Regions from separate parts of the Rattus norvegicus genome. Here region 1 is linked to region 2. A link is a contact called in public Hi-C data. All regions are on one chromosome and are shown on one strand. The core of a region is the stretch at or near the end of the contact, and the rest is flanking DNA. Distances in the headings are between cores, read along the strand shown. Region 1 holds the start of Pex26 (peroxisomal biogenesis factor 26). Region 2 overlaps Mical3 (microtubule associated monooxygenase, calponin and LIM domain containing 3).

Region 1 (3,397 bases), core at 542-3,041, 220 kb before region 2:
AACTTAAGTGATCTTTTAGAATCATCTATGTCCAGCCGGGCAGCGGTGGCATTACTCTAATCCCAGCACTTAAGAGGCAGAGGCAGGTGGATATCTGAGTTCGAATCCAGCCAGGTCTACACAGTGAGTTGCAGGACAGGGCTACACATAGAAATCCTGTCTCAAAATGAAAAGGAAAAATAAAAATAAATAAAAAGTAAAACTATATCTAAGGGCTGGAGAGATGGCTCAGTGGTTAAGAGCACTGACTGCTCTTCCAGAGGTCCTGAGTTCAATTTCCTAGCAACCACATGGTGGCTCACAACCATCTGTAATGGATCTGATGCCCTCTTCTGGTGTGTCTGAGGACAGTGACAGTGTACTCACATACATGAAATAAATAAAATAAATCTTTAAAAAAAAAAAAAACTATATCCAAGGGCCACAAAGCAAAGCCCTCAACATTCAATGTGCACCCTTTATACTCCCTAAAAGCACAGTCAAGTCTCTCCAGTTTTTGTTTCTCTGCTGTCAACTCTGACTACTGTGCCTACTCCCTCCTCACCGTGAAGGTTTATACTCCACAGAGAAATGGTGCCCCCAGCTGCCAGAGGAGGCCAATGCATTAGAAAGAGCAATCTAAAGAAAGGGTTTCCTAAAGGCAATTCACCCAGTCCTTCAACAATACCAGAACAGTGTACCCCCACCCCCACCCCACACACCCATTTTCCATGATCTGCCAAGGCCAGGAATAAATAGGAGGGTTCCTCTTTTTTTTTTCTTTTTTTTTTTTCGGAGCTGGGGACCAAACCCAGGGCCTTGCGCTTCCTAGGCAAGCGCTCTACCACTGAGCTAAATCCCCAACCCCAATAGGAGGGTTCCTTTTTTTTTTTTTTTTTTTTTTTTTTTTTCCCCGGAGCTGGGGACCGAACCCAGGGCCTTGCGCTTCCTAGGCAAGCGCTCTACCACTGAGCTAAATCCCCAACCCTATAGGAGGGTTCCTAAAGGAGGCTGCTACCTGCTTACTTAACTTCCTCACGACTGAACACTTAACACACGTCCACCCTGTCCTCCTGCACTGTAAAGAATTGGCTGTGGCGCCCCTCCAAACTGTTGCATGATTTGACTTCAGTGTGCAGTATTGTGGGTGCAGGATGAGCAACCAGGCTCTCTCAGAGAGGATCCCCTAGGGAGGGCAAGGTGTTTGGCGCAATCTCGCAATGCCAGAAATTCTGAGACCGAGCTCCTCCCCAAAAAGGAACACAGCCCAGCACGTACGTGCCACTCGCGGGCTCCTCCGCCAGGCTCTGCCAGGCTCGTTCGCAAGTCTCTAGTGCGGCGTGGAAGTCCAGGTGCACCACCAACAGGTCGGCCGCCTCTTCCAGCAGGTGCACCGCGGGTGACACAGCCGGGAGGGCGAGCGCGGGCTCGCTGCTCCGCAGAGGGCCCACGAGCCCTTTCAAAGGGGCTGCAGAAGTCGAAGCTTCGCTCTTCATAGCCAGCCTGGCTTCGACCAGGTTTCTTCACACGTCAGGAGGACAGCTTCGGAGCTTCCTGGAAATCCGGAGTAGGCCTGGTAAATGACCCGTAAGCCTCTCACTCTTCCTCTCCACGCCTCTCCAGATCTTTTTCTAGGGAAGGAACATGAAGGCGCTGGACCCAGGCACAGCCTAACCTTTGAGGGACTGGCCTGTTCAAAACTTAAGAAGCTGTCGAAGGAAGGCCCAGCACTAGTTCCTCCTACCCATAGACCTGTGCTAGAAGCACCGAAGCACCCAGAGTAGAGAGGGGGACAACAGAGACGTGCACAGGGAACTCACGGCCATAGACAACTCCGCCCCACTCCCTTCGCCACTACGGCGCACGCGCGCGCCCTGGAGCTCAGGATTCTGGGAATTGTAGTCCTGGCTTCTTGGGCCTGTGAAGCTTCGGGGAACCTCTGGCTCCCAGAGACTGTCATCTTCCAGAAATAACTCACCAGATCACCAGCTTCGCGGTGGGAAAGATGGGGAAGCTGAAACATTAGTGAAATGCCTTTGTCCTGTGAAATAAGATCCATTCCTCGCTAACCGGAAGAGGACGGACGGAGGAAATTTCAGTAAGGAGGTGGAGCTGCCTGCACCTTTATTCGTAACCTCAGGAAAAGAAGAAAAAGAAAAGGAAAACTCTGGAGCTGGCTATTTCCTTTTCCTGGGTTCGATGATGCTATAAAGTGTGGCAGAGTGCAAAAACGCTTTCTGTCTCATTTATTCATCTCTATGAGTTAAGGACAACTATTATTCTATTTACAGATGAGATAGGTCACACAACAAATAAGTCACGAAAACATTGTTAAACCAAAGAAAGCACTTTTTTTTTTTTTTTTTTGGCTGAAAGGAGTGTCAGGGCGGAATGGAGTGTCAGGTAAAACTGATCTGTTATGGGGGCTGGAGAGATGGCTCAGCGGTTAAGAGCACCCGACTGCTCTTCCAGAGGTCATGAGTTCAATTCCCAGCAACCACATGGTGGCTCACAACCATCTGTAAGGAGATCTGATGCCCTCTTCTGGTGTATCTGAAGACAGCTATAGTATATATAATAAATAAATTTAAAAAAAAAAAAAATAAAGTCTTTTAAAAAAAAAAAAACTGATCTGTTATTTGTATTCAGCAGATGAACCAGCAACACACAAGTGAGTTACACAAACTCCTGGATCCTGTGTTGTATGTGTAAATAAGGATGTCATAAAAATAAAGCCATGCACGCGTGTTGTCATGCAATTCTTCAATACAGTACTGGACCAATGTAAGAACTGATGTTTTATGTATGTGATATGTAAAAATAAATATATATGTATATTTTCATGTGTTGTATTTATATTGTTCGTTGAGATGGCATTTCTCTGTATAGCCTTGGCTTTCCAGGAACTCACTCTGTAAACCAGGCTGGTCTCGAACTCAAGGATCAGTCTGCCTCTTCCTCCCTAGTACTGGGATTAAAGGAGTGCACTATCCTGCCTGGCTTCCTATTAAATCATTTTACACAGACTCATAAATCACCAGTATCTGGGCTCTTCTGACAGGATTTCCTAACTCTCCCACATTTTTTTTCTTTTTTCTTTTTTCTTTTTTTTTTTTTTTTTTTTTTTTTCGGAGCTGGGGACTGAACCCAGGGCCTTGTGCTTGCTAGGCAAGTGCTCTACCACTGAGCTAAATCCCCAACCCCACTCCTCCACATTTATACTCAGCCTTAGTGGTTCTCTGTCTTCTGAACTCTCTCCCAAGCTTTTGTAGAATCCCTTGCTCCCTTAGTGACTGGGTAAGACAGCTAGGCGCTAGGCCAAGACCGCCTCAGCTCATTCATACATTGCTGTTCTTTCACTGCTAACACTGACACAGCAGCCTTTAAATGCCTGCAGAAGGTCGTCACACAGCTGAGA
Region 2 (3,523 bases), core at 988-3,487:
TCACTGCAGAGTTCTGGGGGAAGCACTTAAAAGCCTGGGCACAGGGCTGGAAATCCTGACTCCCATGAGCCTTAGTTAGACATGCTCAGTCATAAGATTGGCTGTACAGCAGTGTGGTCATGTGGCCAAGGGAGTGGGACCAGAGGAAATGCCCTGAAATATGACAGGGTGCCTCCACAGGAAGTACCCTGCGCTATACAGGAAGTACCCTGCGCTATACAGGAAGTACCCTGCGCTATACAGGAAGTACCCTGCGCTATACAGGAAGTACCCTGCGCTATACAGGAAGTACCCTGCGCTATACAGGAAGTACCCTGTGCTTCAGGCATCGAACCCGTGGCTCTGCAGGCTAACTCTGAACTGAATTACACTCCCAGTCTAACGTTTACCTTCCTATTTTGAAATAGAGTCTCACTCAGTTGCCCAGGCTGGTCTTAACTTGCTACGTAACTTAGGCAGGCCTTGAACCCCTGGATCTCCGACCTAGGCCTCCTAGTCCCCATCCCTCCTAGGAGACTGCATCCCTTTGCTGGAAAGAAGGAGGGTGGATATTCTTGTTAGATTTTTGCTACTGTGTGGATCCTCCTCACTTAAAAAGTGGCCCACTTTCTGCTGGTTCCTCCCTCAGCCCCTACAGGTCAGGGTAAACAGGGAGATCTAACGTGAGCCTTGAGGCTGGATGTAGCTGAGTGGTACCGTCCTCGCCAGGCATGCGTGTGGTGTCCTGGATTTACACCTCGGATCTTGTGTGATGTAAGAGCAGGGCAACCCTCAAATTAGCCCAGAGGTCCTGTGGTGAAGGTAGCCTGAAGGAAGCCTTTACTAGCTCCTGTGGGTGGCTCTTTGTCCTTCCTGCAGCTAGGGAGACCCGCTGTGCAGAAACAAACAGAAAGGCCTCTCAGAAATGCTTACACTTAAAGCCATTAGAGGAATGCTCCGGGGCTGACCTTTTGGCTCTCACAACCTCTGAGCTGTCGTAAAACCAGCTGGAGTGGCACAAACAGCCATCGTGGGGCTTCACTGTCTTCATCGCAGAGGGACGGATTCATCACGCGGATTATGTCTGGGGCGGCATCCTAAGGACATGGTATGGGTGAGGTCAGGCTGCACTCAGGCCCCTCTCTTGGGATGTCAGGCATGGTCCCTCCCAGCCTGTCTAGACAAGCTGCTGGGCACACTGAGGTAGAGGGACAGAAAATGTAAGACAAGTGCAAAAGTCTCCATGCCCTCCCTTTAGACAGGAGCAGTGCTAAGCAGCACTGACTGACTGCACACTTGATTGACAAGGTAAGCCAGTGGTGAAAGCATTCAGAATTCAGGCGCCAGGTTTTCTGTTGTTTCTTCTTACTTTTCCTCTTTCCTTGTGTGTTCTGAGGCATGGTCTCACTCTGTATCCCTGGCTGGACTGGAACAAGCTAGCCTTGAACATGCAGTGACCCTTGTCTCTGCCTGCCAGGTTCTGGCGTTACAGACATGCACCACCATGCCTATCCCGTCCGAGTCTTAGGTTTACACTTCAAACAGCCTCCTCCCAGGTCTCTGCCACACACACACACCCTCCCAATGCACACTGTATGCTATGTATGGTCTTTCCTGGGTCACCTTTGCTATTCCCAGTAGTCAGAGAGTACAACACAAGACTGCTCTACCTTAGCTGAGAGTGTGTGTCCACTGGCTGAGCTGTAGCAGGTCTCAGAATGTTCTTTGAGCAGTATATGGTAATACATACTTATAACCCCAGCGCTCAAGAGGACTGAAGATTCAGGCCAGCCTGGGCTACATAGTGAGACCCTGCCTCAGGGGGAAAAAAAGAACTCATGAATGAATGAGGTTGTGGGCCTGAGTAAACTGTGTAAGAAAGTAAGAGTCAGTCTAAGATCACCCCCACACCCGAGAGACGGGCACAGCCTGGCCTACCTGTGTAGACCTCAGCTTTATGAGGCTCAGCTGCTTAAGAGGGTTCTCAGGGGCTGGAGAGATGGCTCAGCGGTTAAGAGCGCCCGACTGCTCTTCCAGAGGTCATGAGTTCAATTCCCAGCAACAACATGGTGGCTCACAACCATCTGTAAAGAGATCTGATGCCCTCTTCTGGTGTATCTGAAGACAGCTACAGTGTACTTATATATAATAAATAAATAAATCTTTAAAAAAAAAAAAAAAAAAAGAGGGTTCTCAGAACTTGACATGCTCATGGCTCGGCCCTGTTGCCACGGGAAAGGATCATTAATGATTGACTCGCTAGAACAGAGGCAGGGGTGGTGGTGAGCATACGCAGACTGTAGTAGAGGTGTCACTGTGTCCCTGTGAGCGCTGGTTAGCCAACAAGAGGGACTGCGTCCTCATTTCTGACCCAGCGCACAAGTACAGTTTACCAGAAGCACCATGGGACTCAGTCACTTGAGAGGGACCCAGAACTTACTGGAAGCTGACGTTCTCGGGCTATGGCCTATACAGTGCAGGGACGGATGCAGAGGTTTAAGACCCCACCATGGAAAGATTTTCTCATGAGAAGTCCAGGAAGCTAGAAGATTCAGAGAGCCCACTGTCCTGGTTTTCACATGTGATGTCACCTTCACTGCAGCTTTGGGGTTTTTATTGGGACACCATTATGTGCAGTCATTTTTGATAGTCCTTGTGGTTAGTCTAGTCTTCAGGTCACCCTAAAGTCTCCTTTCTCCCCTAGGGGAGGGGGGGAGTCCTTGGTCTTCCTAGTGTGACCAGTCCCTGCGTTCAGACTTAGTGTGGTCAGACATCACCATAGATCACCCCATCAGACAGAGCTCCGGAAATGAGCACCAGTGCCCGCCTTCCAGCACAGGCTTTGACTCACCCCACATACAAAGGGGCTCACGAGGAGCTAAGCCCACCTTCACAGGAAGCTGAGTCTCACCAGGCACCCCACTCCTCATCCCTGTGGAGCCGGGAGGCCCCAAGTCCTGTGCTGTCGTAAAGGCACGTTCTTGTCCAACCTGGTTCAGTGCATCTTCAGACAGAGGACAGACTCACAACTCTGAAACAAATTGGAAACCTCTTTAGCAAGGCCATGTATGACTGCATCCCACATGTCGCTGGACCTCCTTGGCAGGGCCTGAATCAGAACAGAGGGTGGGTTCTTGCCTGTATCAGTAGCACTGACTCCATCCCAAGCCGAGCTGGCCTTGTGCTGTGTAGGAAACAAATGAGGAGAATGAACGAGGCCACAGAAGTGGTCCAGGGTTTCTGCTCTCCCTGTGCTGGGCGTGGGCCTTTACCGCACTTTACCTATGTGGCATGTTCCATATAGAGGTTGCAGCTTAAACATAGTTAGACCCTCACCGTCTCTTCTCTCCTCTCCTCTCTCCTCTCTTCTCCTCTCCTCTCCTCTCCTCTCCTCTCCTCTCCTTTCCCCTCCTCTCCTCCTCTCCTCTCCCCTCTTCTCCCCTGAGAGATTCTTCTGCCGCTGGTTCAGCCTCTTGGGGCTTCCTCCCCACCTCTACCCACCATGGTTGTCACTGGAAGCTTCTAGCCAGTCCACATAGAGTGC

The links. Hi-C and Micro-C count contacts between places; a contact is called where the count stands out from the background.
Region 1: a contact with region 2 is called in a Hi-C map of kidney, with 7 times the contacts expected there. The contact joins the promoter of Pex26 here to the enhancer-like site in region 2. A contact is called at or near these places in 11 of 12 Hi-C or Micro-C datasets (the A7r5 cell line, the Rat2 cell line, frontal cortex and 6 more) and 1 of 1 datasets of contacts at active chromatin or transcription factors (oligodendrocytes).

The regions. Positions count from the first base shown.
Region 1 is chr4:156,085,387-156,088,783 of GRCr8, reverse strand. Pex26 (peroxisomal biogenesis factor 26) reads right to left here and starts at 1,791. Exons shown (of 5, transcript NM_001106618.2): 1 at 1,258-1,791. The coding sequence starts at 1,475.
Region 2 is chr4:155,864,580-155,868,102 of GRCr8, reverse strand. The region is part of intron 20 of Mical3 (microtubule associated monooxygenase, calponin and LIM domain containing 3); the gene reads left to right. Among named protein-coding and RNA genes, the nearest start is that of Bid, 58 kb to the right of the region's middle. Within about 2 kb of position 2,237, at least 2 of the 93 cell types and tissues checked have an H3K27ac peak or open chromatin away from gene starts, as enhancers often do. A contact at or near this core is called in kidney, where this site is marked.